Regions from separate parts of the Mus musculus genome. Here region 2 is linked to region 1. The links are chromatin contacts, called in public Hi-C maps. All regions are on one chromosome and are shown on one strand. Each heading gives the region's core, a stretch centred on a gene start, on an enhancer-like site or on the middle of the called end of the contact. The rest is flanking DNA. Distances are from core to core; before and after follow the strand shown. Region 1 overlaps Slc28a1 (solute carrier family 28 (sodium-coupled nucleoside transporter), member 1). Region 2 overlaps Pde8a (phosphodiesterase 8A).

What was found. Hi-C and Micro-C count contacts between places; a contact is called where the count stands out from the background.
Region 2: a contact with region 1 is called in a Hi-C map of bone marrow-derived macrophages, with 34 read pairs. The contact joins two enhancer-like sites. A contact is called at or near these places in 5 of 15 datasets of contacts at CTCF or cohesin (the NIH/3T3 cell line, embryonic stem cells, large pre-B cells and 1 more), 36 of 484 Hi-C or Micro-C datasets (the AML12 cell line, the AtT-20 cell line, CD4 T cells and 24 more), 11 of 115 datasets of contacts at active chromatin or transcription factors (CD4 single positive thymocytes, the HPC-7 cell line, Th17 cells and 6 more) and 4 of 9 other capture datasets (adipose tissue, embryonic tail, liver and 1 more).

The regions. Positions count from the first base shown.
Region 1 is chr7:81,151,800-81,159,435 of GRCm38.p6, forward strand. It overlaps Slc28a1 (solute carrier family 28 (sodium-coupled nucleoside transporter), member 1), which reads left to right. Exons shown (of 18, transcript NM_001004184.3): 11 at 1,601-1,726. Among named protein-coding and RNA genes, the nearest start is that of Slc28a1, 41 kb to the left of the region's middle. Within about 2 kb of position 3,407, at least 81 of the 459 cell types and tissues checked have an H3K27ac peak or open chromatin away from gene starts, as enhancers often do. A contact at or near this core is called in adipose tissue and bone marrow-derived macrophages, where this site is marked.
Region 2 is chr7:81,304,035-81,311,670 of GRCm38.p6, forward strand. Pde8a (phosphodiesterase 8A) reads left to right here. Exons shown (of 22, transcript NM_008803.3): 9 at 2,661-2,749; 10 at 4,771-4,822; 11 at 4,905-4,947. Among named protein-coding and RNA genes, the nearest start is that of Rps17, 37 kb to the right of the region's middle. Within about 2 kb of position 3,902, at least 16 of the 459 cell types and tissues checked have an H3K27ac peak or open chromatin away from gene starts, as enhancers often do. A contact at or near this core is called in adipose tissue and bone marrow-derived macrophages, where this site is marked.

The sequences.
Region 1 (7,636 bases), core at 2,157-4,656:
TTTATGTCAGGATCTTTCAGGTCAAGCTTACTCCTGTCTCAGGGCCTCTGGTCTTTCTGGGCGGCTGAGCCATCATCAGTCTGTGTAGTTGACTCCTTCCGGTCTCAGTTAACATTAACCCAGTGCCACACCCTCAAAGAGACCGGTGCTGATATTCCCTGACCATGAGGCTTGTTTTTCTCACCTATCTTCATAGATTCTATCACCCTCTAAAATCACAGCGTATCTATACCTCCACACACACTTCCTGCTCCCAGGAAGGCGTTCTTGTGGCTTCCAGGTATTGGTTGCTTTTCTTTTCTCTGTGATAAAGCACCCTACAGAAACAACTTAAGGAAGGAAGGAGATGCCTGTGGACCCACAGTGTAGAGGTACAGGCTATCATGGCAGAGAGGGCCTGGCGGTGTGTGTGAGGCAGCTGGTCACAATGTAGGAAGGGGTGTGCGGAAAATATGGGTGCTCAGCTTACTTGTCTGTGGGTGTAGGACTGAGGATGGGAGGGGGATGAGCGGCGACAGAGTTATGTGACCGAACCCAGCTCAGGCAGTTAGACTCTGGAGACCAGCATCAGGGCACAGATCCGAGATTATTACCCAGCACATAGGCTTAGATACAATGTTTGAGCCAATCCCAAGCCCCTAAATCCTTGGCCAATCATCTCTCACCACACTGTCACTGGGCTCCAATGAAAGTCCCGTCTGATGAGGTTACTCAGAAGAAGTGGGAGGAGTTAGGGGAAGCAGCCAACCCCTGGCCGCGGTTCCTTTTTGTTGGTTCACCGGTGTTCTACGAGCCATCTTATGTCTAATGCTGACTACAGCAGATCAGGACTTTCTGAGGAGTCTCAGGAGCCTGAGGCACCTCGCTCTCTATCCCACTTTTTCCCTCACAAGGTTGATTTCCACATCCCCTATAACGTTCTACTTTATGTTCATTCTGGAGCCCCAGCCTACGAGATAGTGTATCCACATTCAGGGTGGGTGGGTCGTCCTTCCTCAGTTACACCTCTCTGACCACACCCTTACAGATGCACTATGGAGCGTATTTCCACCATGATTCTAAGCCCAGTCACGTTGAACATGAAGATTAACCATCATACGCCCATCTCCCCGTCCTGCAAAGCAGTACCAAGAATGCTAGGGCTCCATAGCTGGATTAGATAAAGAGTAGCCCAGACTTCTACACAAGCCCCAAAGCAAATGCCCAGTGAAGGCTCAGCCCCTTTGTGCAGATCGGGCTTGCATCCCTTCCCAGGCCTCTGTTTGCTTCCCTGGAAAATAAGAGTCCTTTCTGTCTTAGGTTGTAAGCACAGAGGGGGAGGTGCCTGGGTGTGAGGAGCACGGTAAGTGTCAACACACACGGGTAGGGTAGGGTGGTGGTATGCAGGTCCTATCACAGAGGAGGGAGGACAATGGGGCCCAGAGAGGCTCAGCTGACTAGAAACCCACCCTCTGTCTCCTCTGAGATTCTTCATCAAGAACCATGACCTGTCTCAAAACAAAACAAAACAAAACAAAACAAAACAAACAAACAAAAAACCTGTGACCATCACCCAGCCGCCACCGCGGCAGCTCACTGCTTGCCTTCTGACTCTTTGTAGACTGAAGCTCCACTGCTGATCCGGCCCTATCTGGCAGATATGACACTCTCTGAAGTTCACGTTGTCATGACTGGAGGCTATGCTACTATTGCTGGCAGCCTCCTGGGCGCCTACATCTCCTTTGGGGTAGGTAGAACTTTTCTCTGCTGGGCTATGCCAAAGCCCTGAAACTGCCTTTCTGGAAGCCCCACAAGCTCCTAATCACAGCAGTCATGGGATGTCCCCTCTCTGTCTCAAAGCCCAGCTTTGCCTGAGCAAGGCAGGCTTGCTGGGCTAAACTACTTGGTTAGACCTTTTTTTTTTTTTTTTTTTTTTTTAATGGTTTTAGAGTTTTATTGTAGAAAGGCGGGGGGGGGGGGGAGAAGGTAGAAGGAGAGAGAGGCTGGCCATGGCCACTTGAAGAGAGGGGGAAGGGAGAGAGAAAAGGAGGGCTAAGAAATGTCAGAGCTTAAAGAGAGCTGGCTACACTTTTCAAATGGCCCCTGGGTCAGATTCCCAGAATTCCATTTACTAAGCTCATATTATGTATCAGGCACTATGCTGGGTGCTTTAATATCCCCGTTTTATAGATAAGCAAATTGAGGCTCAGAGAATAAATTAATGGTTAAAGCCAGGATCTGAACCCAGATCTGACTCCAAATTTCATGCTCAGTTTTCCATAGGCTTTCCCTGGGGATCTGCCCTCCTAAATGATGTATATCATAATCCTCTCATGGGCCAATCCAGTATTACAAATTGGACCCTAAATTCACATAGGCAGAGAAAAAATTTACTTGTGTGTGTGTATGTGTACACATTTTTTCTTTTTCTTTTTTTTCTTGAAATTATTTATTTATATTATTTATATTACTTTTTCTTGAAATTATTTATTTATTTTATGTATCTTACATACACTGTAGCTGTCTTCAGACACACCAAAAGAGGGCATCAGATCCCATTACAGATGGTTGTGAGCCACCATGCAGTTGCCAGGAATTGAACTCAGGATCTCTGGAAGAGCAGTCACTGCTCTTTACCACTAAGTCATCTCTCCAGCCCCAATTTCATTTTTTAAAAAGAGCTCAGGGGCTGGTGAGATGGCTCAGTGGGTAAGAGCACCTGACTGCTCTTCTGAAGGTCCAAAGTTCAAATCCCAGCAACCACATGGTGGCTTACAACCATCTGTAATGAGATCTGATGCCCTCTTCTGGGGTGTCTGAAGACAGCTACAGTGTACTTACATATAATAAAAATAAATTTTAAAATCTTTTAAAAAATAAAATAAAAAGAGCTGTAATCCTAGCACTTGGGAGGCATAGGCAGGAAGATCAGAAGTCCTTGGTCATTAACTATATGTAGAACTGAAGGCTATTTTGCCTCAAAAATCAAAGAAAAAAACCCTAAACATAGGAAATTTGAAACCCCAAACTTTGTTGGTAAAACGGTTTAATAGTGACATATATACACGCTACCTGCATATCTTAAGGTCTTTAAACATCTTAACTTTGCTCTGGGCCTTGTGATCTGTTTTAAAAATCACCCCGTGTTCTTTCTAGACACATGAGCTTTGCAGACACCTCTAGTCATTAACTGGGACTTAAAAGGCAAGGAGGTATCTTACCACACTAAAAGAAATAAAATAAAGCCAAAGGAGGTGGTGGCACACACCTTTGATTCCAGCTCTTGGGAGGCAGAGGTTGGCAGATCTCTGAGTTTGAGGCCAGTCTGATCTACAGAGGGAAAGCCCCAGGCGGCAGCCATAGCAGGGTCTGGGAAAGCACCTAACAGAGGGACCTTCCGCTCTACTTCTTCTGTCCCTGGCTGCAGAGAGGCTCTCTTCTGCCCCCTGCCGGGCCTTAGCTGTCACTGCCTTCCCAAGGAGCCTCCCAGGTTCTTTTCCTTTGTTTTGTACAGCTGGCTTTTAAACTCAGGACCCCATATATGCTAGGCAAGCCATTGAGCCACACTCCCAGTTCATGGTCTCTTTATTTCCAAAGCGTTTTTACTATATTGCTTGTGTATGAGCACAGGGGCACACGTGTCAGAGGCACGCTTGTGTGGGTAGGAGGGAGTCAGTTCTCTCCCTCCACCGTGGGTTCTGGGGATTGAACCAGGGCTTGTTATGACAAGTGCTCTTACCTACTGAGCCATCTCAATGGTCCCCTCAGTCCACAGATTTCTCTTTGTGGCTCAGCCTCTGACCCTTGGCCACATCCTTTCTATTGCAGGTATTTGGATAGTAGCAGGACCTGTCCAACACAGTAGCCATGAACTCCTGAGTACTTGAAACATGGGCAGTTTAAGATGAGGTGTCCAGTATTCTTTCTTCACTGCTCAAGAGCAAACCCAGGGCCTCAATCCCAAATGCTAGGCAAGCCCTGTACCACTGAGCTAAGTCCCCCCTTTTTTTCTTAATGTCTAACTAAGTTACTTAGACCGCCCTTGAACTGGTGACCTCCTGCTTCTGCCTCCCAAATAGTCAGTGTTACAGACTGGTACCCCCAGCCTGGCTTTCTTTGCACTTTTAAACATGTGACTGCTGGCCACAGTAACCGTGTTGGTGCTTTTCTGGGTGGTGTTACATGCTATGTAGGCCCATCACCTGGGAGGTAAAGAAGAAGGACCACAAACTTGAGGTCACCATCAACTGCATAGCAACGTTGAGGTTAGCCTGGGCTACACAAGACTGAATCTAAAGAATGTAGCAGGAGTGAAATTACAGATATGGTCTCTGTTGAGTTTGTATTGGACAGTGCCAGCCTAGGTCTTCTCTTTTGTCACACAGCACCAAGTGTCACTTGACTGAATCATTTCATTATGACCTCCACATACATTTCCAATTATGCTGTTGTTCCAAAGGCTCTAGGATAGATACCAACTTTCTCTGCAAATCCAAACAAGCTGGTCTCTCAGTGCAGAGGTCTTGAACCCAGGCTGGTCATGGTAACATTCAGGAGTTGGTCACTCATGTTTCCTATTGATTTGCCCCTCAAGGGAAACAAGGATTTGCAAGATCCTGTACTCAGGATCAAAGCGACTCTGTTGCTTAGTTTCCATATCTGTAAATGAACAGACGTACTGTTTACCTGGCCACAAAGGATAGATGAAAATGGTCAGAAAACACTTAGCATGGTGCTGAAAAGTGACCATATTAAGATCAGAAGGTGGGCAGTGGTGGTGTACTCCTTTAATCTCAGCACTCGTGAGGCAGAGGCAGGTGGATCTCTGAGTTTGAGGACAGCCTGGTCTACAGAGTGAGTTCCAGGACAGCCAAGGCTATACAGAGAAACCTCGTCTTGAAGAACCAAAAAAACAAAACAAAAAACAAAACAAAAACAAACAAACAAACAACCCCCCCAAACCAAAACAGACCAGAAATCTCTCCTTTGTTTCCTTTCTCACTAAATACCATTCTGCAAGGTGGTGTGCTCATGTCCTATTTGTAGAGGGTGGAGGGAGGCCTGGGTGGCTGAGATGGAAGGCATTCCTGACTGTGCTCCTGGACGCAGGGCTGGGGGAGCTACAATAGGCTGGTGTGGGATGAACCAGCACCAGCTTCACTGCCTGCATGCAGAAGTCCTGCATCTCCATCAAGAGCAGGAACGGCCACTGTGGGATTTGAGGCTGTGGCCATATGGCTCTGGAATGTGTGTCCCCCCTAAAATCCAAGCTTACAAGCTGGGTGTACTCTTCAAGCTGAAGGAAGAGGTCAGGGTCTAGACTGGCAGACGGAGAAACCTCCTATTTCAGGCGTGGCAGTGTCCACGATGGTGCTGAGCTGCCAGGGAGGAGACAACTGAAGCCCTGAAAGTTCCAAGAGGGCACCACCCCGACTGCCCTCCTCCAGGAGGGATCAGGGTGCTGGGCTTGCCATCTAGTGCTGGTGGCAGGGAAGAGGAGTTGGGCCTCTTGATGGTTCGTTCGCATGGTGTGCAAGCGAGCTTTCTGTTACTAGGACAAAGTGCCCCAGAGAGAGTTGAAAAATGGAGATGTATTTTACTTATGATCATGCCTTTAGAGGTTTCCACCCACTTTGCCCCATCTCTGTGGGCTTGTGTTGAGATGGATCATTGCAGAGGCGGTGTGGTAGAATGGTTCTGTCCACCTCAGTCCACCTCAGGGCAGTCAGGGACGCAGAGAGACAGAAAAGAAGAGTCTGGGTGTAAGATGTACAGGCATGCCCCAGTGACCTACTTCTCCCAGCCAGGTTTTCCTCACAGTCAGTGGAGATGGATTGACTCATTGGTGAGTGCAGCTCCCTCCAGGCTCTGAGGCAGCTGAGGACCAAGCCTTCGTGAGGGACTTCATTTTCACACCCTAGGCGGTTTCTGCTTCTGAGTAAGGAGAAACAAGTGGGGTTTAGACAAAGAAGGAGGGTTTCAGGGCCTGAAGCTCCAGGCCTTCAGCTTCATGGATTCCTGTCTGTTCCCTGAGAACAGATGCCCTCTGCCTTTATTAGCCTGAGCCCATGTAACCTCACCTCCCGTTCTCTCCCTACTCCCGCTTGAGGCAGGGGCCTCACTGTGTAGCTCTGAATAGCCTGGAATTCACTCTATACATTAGGCTGGTCTTAAACTCACAGAGATTTGCCTGCCTCTGCTGAGACTAAAGGCATATGTCACCATGTCCAGAGAAGGGCATCTACCTCAAGCTGCCTGATGTGGGGCAGGGAACTGAACTCAGGTCCTCTGCAAGACAGCAAGAATTCTTAACTATGAAGGCATCTCTCCCTCCCCCATCTCCCCACCCTGCCCTTTAAAAGCAGAGTCTCATGTTTCTAGGCTACTACATAACCAAGGATGCCCTTGAATTTCTGATCCTTCCACCCAGAGTGCTAGATTTACAGGACTGTACCCTCCTTCCCAGCTCACGTAGTAACTGGTGACGGAACCCAGTGCTCCCTGCATGGTTAGACAAACACTCTGCCCGAGCTGCATCATAGAACTTTCTACTTAAAATCTAAAAACTGCTATTGGCTTACTGCAAAATTTAAGGAGAAAAGATCTATTTTGCTTTTCTGTTTTTTTTTTAAATAGTATAGAGTTATGGACCTATTGAAAGATATCAAAAAGCACCAAGAAAGAAAATCACTTCAAACCCAGCTCCCCGGAGACAGCCAGTGTGCTGACAGTCAGGGGCCCTTCCTGGAGACAGCCAGTGTGCTGACAGTCAGGGGCCCTTCCTGGGGACAGCCAGTGTGCTGACAGTCAGGGGCCCTTCCTAGGGACAGCCAGTGTACTGACAATCAGGGGCCCTTTCTGGACATCTTCTGGGCAATTTGGTGTTTGTGTTTCCCATAGTTACAGTCCTGCTCTTCACGCAATTTTGTGGGCACTTTCCCACCTTACTGCACTACTCTGAGAAGCATCAATTTCCAGAGACCATTCTCAGGATGGCTCAGTGGGGGAGAGCGTCGGTTGCTCTTAACAGAGAACCCACATTCTGTTCCCAGCACCCACATGGCAGCTCACAATCATCTGTGACTCCCGTCTCAGGACATCTGAGGCTCTCTGCTTGCCTCCACAGGCACCAGGCTCGCATGCTCCACTTGCATACGTGTAGCAAAACGCCCATTGACACAAAACAAATAAACAAATCCTTAAAAGAACAGGCTATTTGCTCCTTGTTAGTTAGTTAGATGGTTGATTCTGATTTCAGTGTGGTGAGTAGCTAAGTGGAGGGACGGCTGTTCATCTATCTCGGGAGCAGTGAGACTGTGTGTTCTGGAAGTGCCCCACCCCCTCAGAGCTGGTGGTGGTTTATGATCTTGCTGGAGTACTTGTCCAGTGTGATTTATAGAGACAGACCCAGTGCCTCCGTGCTGTTGAAAGAGGCCAATTCCCTAATACAGGAGTGAGACAGGCTGCCTTGCAGTGGTGAGTTCCCTGTCCCTGTAGGTATTCAAAAATAGGAGATAGGGGTTATACTCCTTTACCGCACAGAAGCTACGCAGAGGTAGGGATGGGCTAGCTGCTTCATCCATCCCAACTCAGTTCTTGTAGAGGAATTTTAATCCAGCAACATGGCTGCTCTGGCAGTGGATCACATCCAAAGACC
Region 2 (7,636 bases), core at 2,652-5,151, 150 kb after region 1:
TTCATGCCTCCCTGTATCATTTTTCTTCTTCTCATAACTCCCCTGTCAGGGGACCGACAAGCTCCTCTCTTCCAGCTAGCCCCTGTCTATACGTCTCTACTTTTCCTCTTTTGTTGCCCCAGCCCTGAAACCCACACATACACGCACACACGCACTCAGTGTAGGATAAGTATTGGCTATGCTTATGCCCGCCCGAGCTGACTGTGACCTCAGGGCTCTTTGACCTGCTTTGTCTCCTGTGACTTCCTTCCTGTGTCTCCCTTCCTCACAGCTCCACTTCCCTACTCCACTGTCTTGTTTCCTCCACAAATTACCTGGTCTTTGACCTTTGCCTTCTTGTTCTTGTTCCTCAGTAGCCTGCTGTCACTCAAGATTAAATTGTCAGAGAATGATTTTCCTCTTGCCTTTTATGAATAAAAGTCCCAGTATGTCTCTTAGTCACACTCTCTGTTCATAGGCTGTCCTCGTACCTTGCCTAGATCTCTGGAATAAACTGATCCCTCTGCCTTTGCCTCCTTCAAGTTCATCGATCCTGTTGGCTGCTAATTTCCTTGCTTTGGAGTGTGCACTGTTTGCCCCTGACCTGATCCAGGTCTTCTTCACATTCCCACAGTTATGGTGGGCAGATCCCATCTGGTCTCCTCATCCCAAGACTATCATGTTGCTCCCTTGGTATAATATTCAGATTGCTTAGTCTGGTGACCAAGATTCTGTAGTTGACTTCAGTCACTCTAAACAAAAGCCTCGTGTGTTGTTTGATTGTTTACCATTGGTAAGCACAGTGCCAGCCTTGGGGACAGGACAGCTGGATGACAATGACTTAATTTTATGACAGTGATTGCCAAAGGGGACCACATCAATAGCTGGTATGTAGCTTGTGCCAGAGAGCAGCAGAGTGTGCAGTGGGGAGCTCATGTGGGGACAGGACTGTGCGAAAGCACCCGCACCCCGAACTGGCTGGCTCCTGAACCCGCTGGATGTCAGATTGACCAACTAGAAATCTCTCTGACCATGGTCTAAGGAAGTATTCTTCCTCTTAGGAATTCCAACCTTCAGTGATACATAGCTAAATTTATATTTATAATTTTATAGTTAGTAAATTAGTATTTATAATTAGTAAATATGGTTCGTGCTAAATACATTTTTTGTTTACCTTGGTGACTGGAAAGCTTATATTTAACATTGTTCCCCCAGCCAGGACACTGGCTTGACCTCTGCTCCTTCTGGGGACCTGTGGTACTGCCGTGGCCTGTTAGACCTCGGCTAGGGTCTGTCTGAGTTTCTTCAGGAGCTGGAGTAGGACATTCTCCATCTATCTTTCAGTGTGCTGGTGGCTTGGCCCTGATGACCTACTGTTTCTTTCTCTTTTCTTCATTCCCTCTTTTCTTTTTCATGTAATGGAACAATTCTATTGAGACGTAATTCTCATACCATACAGTCTACCCATCAAAAGTGTACAGTTCATAACACTTGGGAGGCCAAGGCAAGAGGGCCATTACAAGTCTGAGACCAGCCTAGTCTGTGTAGCCAGTTCCAGGCTGGCCAGAGCTACATCGGGAGAGCCCACCTCAAACCAGCAAAAAGAGCTAGCTACACAGCCCAGTGATTTTTAAGTATATTTGTGTAGGTGTGGCATGGCGGAGGAGGAACCAGGGCACACCTTCCCCTGGGGTGATGAGGGTATCTAGGGACTTGTCACAGTTTCCCACATTGTCTTGGATAGTCCTCTTAGAGCTGTTTGTTTCCAGGGTGACTCTGTGGCCATGGAAGTGAGGACTGCCTACTCCTTCCTGCTAGGGGATCCCTGGTTAGTGTTTGGGCATAGTCTGTCCCTGGGCTAGCTGTACCAAGAGCTAAGCTGTTTATAACCTGCTCTTTTCTCTGGTTACTACTAACTGCAGACAGAGCTAGCTGGTTTTGACATGGTCTTCTTAAAAAAAAAAAAAAAAAAAGATTGCTTTCAGAATTACATCATCCAGTAATCAGACTCAGTATCTACTGGGTATCTTAGAGCTCTGGGTTCAAAGAGTTCTGAAGGGCCAAGAACATTATGGGCACCTTTAGTTCAGCATCCAACAGGAGGGTTGGGAGATTTTCATAGCTTAGCCTCGAGTGACTTGCCAGATGGGCTGGCTGATAAAGACAAGTCCCCTAGCCACCCTTATCACCAAGGGAAGATGTGCCGGTCTCCTCCTCAGCCATGCTTGTCTGTTGCAAGGATCCCTGCCGATGGTCACATGAGCTCCTAAAATCACAACCCGGGCTTTCCAGCCCAGCTGCTGTAGCACCCTACCCTGCAGAAGGACTGACACCCCAGGTCCTCAAGGGCTAAAGCCATTTGCAATAAGAAGCTAGTAGTGGCCTAGCACAGTAATGGCCACACGCTGCTCTTCTGTGCCCTAGTTCTGAGTACACCTGCACCAAGTACCACGTCAGACTCGGAGTCCCTCCTTCATGCAGCCAGTGAGAGCCATGAGAGACTGAGGTGACTTTAGTCAAGTGACTTGACAGGGTGAAGAAGAATATTGGCTTACTTAAATTGCATTTGGGTTTGTGATCATTTTTATCCTAAGTTCTTTCATGGTGATTAATAAATCAGAACCAAAATGGAAAATGTTCCTGGATATACCAAAGCATAATAATACATATTCTATTCATAGGAATGGCAAGGAGTTTACCATACCCAAAAGAAAAATGGAGATAACATACAGCAAAATGTGAAGATAATACCTGTCATTGGGCAGGGAGGGTAAGTGGAAAAATGCACTTCTGTGTCTCGAATTCTCTTTGAATACTTAAGTAAACGCCACATGGCTCATGGAAGTGTAAAAGGTTTAAAGCAAGGCCAGGCTCTCACAGGGCACGGCCTTCCAGGGTGGTCGTTCCCTGAGGACCTTCCACTTGCAGTCCAGAGCCACTACTCTGGAGACAGTCTTCTTTATGCTGTGTAGATTTGCAAGAAAGAGACTTCAATGTTTATATTGAAATCACGTCTACCTCTGTGTTTGTAAGCTTTGTATCTAATTGGAAGTAGCTGTTTCTGCAAAGGTCTATCACAGAATATTTTGAATGCTAACAGATGTGTTCTGGGCTGGAGAGCTGGCTCAGTGAGACCGGTGCTTACTGTGCAAGCACGAGAACCTGGGTTCATATCTCCAGCACCCCACAAAAGCCAGTGTGGCATCATGCATGTAACCCTGCCACCGGTGGGTAGAGATCTGCGGTCTCACTGGCAGCCAGCCTAGCTGTGGAATGCTGAGGTCCATATTCAGTGAGGAGCCCTGTCATAATAATAATAATAATAATAATAATATAATCATGATAATTAATAGTATGGAGGAGCAATTGAGGAAGATGTCCCCATGTCACCTCTGTCTGATCCACACATGCTCACACGAGCAAGCATGCATGTGCTCATGTGCACATACTGTAAATTTATTAAGAGCCTAAAATTTTTGGAGGCCTTGTCTCAGACCTGTTCAAAATAACAGAGAAAGTTTCCAGAATGTTCTGAGTGTGAATTATAGCATACCCAACAGTAAAATACACACTTTAATAAATGATGATCAGAGAAAATTAAACTGTAAGGAAAGCCCTTACTGTGCAAAACATAAAGTCAGACCTAGTGTAGGATACGGAGGGAAGGAGACACAAGGAGGAAGTGTGGCCATGGCCTTAGGAACTGCACTTCCCTCTAGCCAGGCTCCTGCTAATGGGCGGCGACACTTCATTTCATCCTAAATGCAGCTTGTTTGGTCAGCACAAGGATGTCGCTCCTTTACACATGGGGAAACTGAGTCATAGAGAGGTCTGGTTTCCACCCCAGCTCTGGCTGCCATGTGTGATGGTGCCTGGTGCAGCCCTCAGTGCCAGCTGACCGCACAGCTCGCCTGCTGTGTCAGCCGACTTTGCTGCCAGTTGGTGACGGCTTCAGGGAGGCGGATCTGTGTGGGCTCTCTGTTCTGAGTCTTTGCTCTTTTATGTCCTTTCCAAATTGTTCTTGTGATTAGTATATAGGGATTTGATTATGGGGCAGGGCAAAAGAAACTGAAGGGACAGTAAATAAATGGAGCAAGCCAGCAGCTTCTGTGCCCAGCCCTCGTTCCTTTGTCTTAGACATTGGCTAGTCAAGGCTAGCAGGGACCTCAGCCTGTGTGGCCTGTGTGGCCTGTGTGACCTGTGTTCATCTCTGTGACTGACTGTAAGCAGACTGCTGGAACTTGAGAGCATCAGTATCAACGTAGTCAAACGACTCACTAGGAAATGAGAGACTAATGTAGTACACTGTAAAAGTATATGTGTGTTTGTATTGTCTGTTGTCAAAACTAGGGCAGTAGCCAGGCAGTGGTGGCACACACCTTTAATCCTATCACTTTAGAGGCAGGAGGATTTCTGAGTTTGAGGCCAGCCTGGTCTACAGAGTGAGTTCCAGGACAGCCAGGGCTACACAGAGAAACCCTGTCTCAAAACAAAACAAAACAAAACAAAACAAAACAAAACAAAACAAAACAAACAAAATCCTAGGGCAGTGACTGTAGAAGTCACTTCTTTTTTCCCCAAGGACATAAAGTGGTATCTGTAAAGTTTGGTTCGTTTATTGATGGCTTTCACACACACACACACACACACACACAATTTTTTTTAGAAGAAAATGCTCTGAAAGCATTTCATATATTGCTAAAAGGAAATATTCTTTTCATAATGAAAAACTACTATCTATCTCCCATATTAGAGTCAGGAGAAAAATAATGTATTGTTTTCTACTTACAGAAAAATCAGACACTATGTGTCCATTATCAGAGTGTGCAATGGCAACAATAAGGTAGGTAAAGGGAGCCCGGGATGCGAGTGCACAAGCAAGCTCTACACAATCAAAACTAATGGCTTGTAAAATCCATTTTTAGGTTGAGACCACAACTGAGTGTGTTCAGACTGACAGTCAAACAGGTATGAGGCCCTATTCATTCTCAAGGTTGAGCATTTGGGGGTGGGGTGATTCACAGGTCCTTCCTGTGATTGGCCTGCTTTGTGCAGTGGTGGGACCCTATTCTTGTGGCCCAGCCCAGCCCAGCCCAGCGTGGTGTGAGGACTGGAGTGCTGTGGGCATCTTGACCAGTGCCTGGGACGGGTGCAGCCTGTGTGGAGAGAATGATTACCTACTGCGTGGTGTATGTGCAGGCAGACACGTAGGATGAAGTAGGACTTTATAACCTGAGCTGAGCTTTAGGGCAGACAGGGTTGAGTGGATTACCAAAGTGCATTAGCAGGGACACCGTCCACTGGGCTAATGTGGTCACTACCAGCCATCGGTGTCATCGGAGTTGCTTCATCTCGTGTCTTCTAATCATGCCTCAGACACCATCTGTCCTACTGCACAGGCTTCTCTCTGCCTCGGAGGGCTTGCTTCCCTCACACATAAGTCATGGCTTTGGCAAGCTACTTGTTGCTCTTGCCCACACAGATAAGGGGATGTCTGTAAGGACTCGCCATCAGGTGTTTTGGAAGAGGGAACAGTCATTGGAGACTGGAACAAAGAGTAAGTCAGGATAAGGAGCTTGAATTAATCATGGTCCTTAAAGGCCAGGAAGGAAATCAGGCTTTTTATCCATAGAGAGTCTCTGAGGGTTTCAGAACTTCTAAGAAGTCCTTACATTGTGTCTGCAGCTGCTCACATGGAAGGATGTGCTCTCACATCAAGACTGAGAGGAGAGGAAACATTGACCAGAAAAATGAGATAACAGTGAGGAGAAGGGGAACAAGTGTGGTGACACAGGACTAGAGAGAAGAGTGAAGAAAAGGCAGACCAGAGAGCCGATCTGAGTGAGCCCAGGGACCTAGGGGTGGCCATAGGCCTGGGAAGGGTGAGTATGGGCCTCTTCACCGTGTGGCCCTGGTATTGGTGATCTACTTTGAACATCTGATAGCTAGCGGTTCCTAGGTCTTTCAAAGAGGCAAGGACTGAAGATGCAGATGTTTCTGACCAGAAAAAGCAGCATTGAGTGCTGAGGATAAGGCGGAGCCCAGGTGTAAAGGGAAGAGCATCAAGGTTACTGCGGGACAGAATGACAGGCAGAGTGGGAGGCAAATCCCTGCAAGTGAGTGCCTGACAGAAGAGGAGGGGCTAAGCAGGGAAGAGCTGGATGGCACAGAGGACGTGGAGCAAAGAGACACTGAGACCTGTCAGAGTTCAGGCTCAGAGAAAAATGAGGCAGAAGCCAAGCCTCAGGGGACTAGACGTGGTAGACAGAGCCTGCCACGCAGTTCTGTGCTGCCGCTCTCAGAGCACATCACTTGATTTTGTTGTTAGTGGTATTTCGTTGGTTTTAGTTCTTCAGAGCAGTCCTGAGAAGTGGGCATGACTGTTATCAACACTCCTTTAATACAGATGGAAAAACAAGTGCCAAGAGAGTTAAATGACACTTAGAGCTAGGCACAGGAAATGACAGAGCTGGGCTTGGGAGGCCATCAGTGGGTGGCCAGGGCAAGTACAGGTGAGGTAGGAGGCTCCCGCCTCAGCCTCGTGCGCTACACCGTTTGTGCTTGGACTTGATGAGTGCTTCCGTAGGAGCTGCTGCTGTCACCCTGATGAGCCACTGCCTGATCCATCTTCATTCCTCGGCGGGCAGTGGAATAGTTGTATTCCTGAGGGTGTGGGGCTGTTTTGCCACAGTGGGGCAGTTGGGGCTATTAGGCCCACACCAGAAGTCCTCAAGCAGAAGTGGGGCTTATTGGGAGGAAATAGAGCCCCTTACAGATTGGGTGAGGGAGTCCAAGAACCAGTTTGGGAAGGAGTCGGGAACCCAGGGGTACTGGGAAGCTGTCTCCCTCTGAGCTGAGCATGCCACAGGAACACCGTGGTTGGCCACCACTGGCGCTGGCAGATCCAGGCTCAAGACCTTGCTTCTAGTTTCACTTGCTCATTTGGCTAGGCCTAGGCTACCTGCTACTCACGTGTGGAGCCAGGCAGTCCCTGGATTCCCCCCTTCTGTAAAAGGAGATCCTGGAACTCCCTAGTCAAGAGAATGGACATTGAGAGTCTGGGTGTCTAGGAAAATAATAAAGTCCCCACACGTTACATTTTTCTTAGCCTGTGTGTAATTTTCAGATCGTGCTATAGCTCACTAAAGATACAAAATGGTTGTAGTGACAGTGTATAGATTTTGATTGTTCTGGCTTGCTGTCACATGATAAGCTCTGGTACCATTGTCTAATACTGGGACTGGCAGGTTGGCACTTGTCACAGGCCTCTTTTGCTGGGTGCCTGATCACATGTATTAGCAGTGTGCCAAGATCACAGCACAGTAACCTGTGGGTATGTTGAGTAAGATAACCTGACTTCAACTTTCTCACATTCAGACTGGAATTCCTGCTTCCAGGCCAAAGGGTCCATGCCATTAGGGTGCTGACTGGAGACAGTGACTTCTATTGCCCAACACTGCTTCTCCAGAATTTCCTGGGTTGTCCTATCAGGCTACAGAAATGCTAATATCTCTGAACAGAGTTTAAGGATCCCATTTTATAGACCAGAAAACCAAGAACAGAGTTGCAGATGGTGTTAAGCCCAGGCCTCATGGAGGCCTGTTTGGAGTTATTTCCATGTATAAGCATGGTACCACATCAGAGTGGTATGTTATCT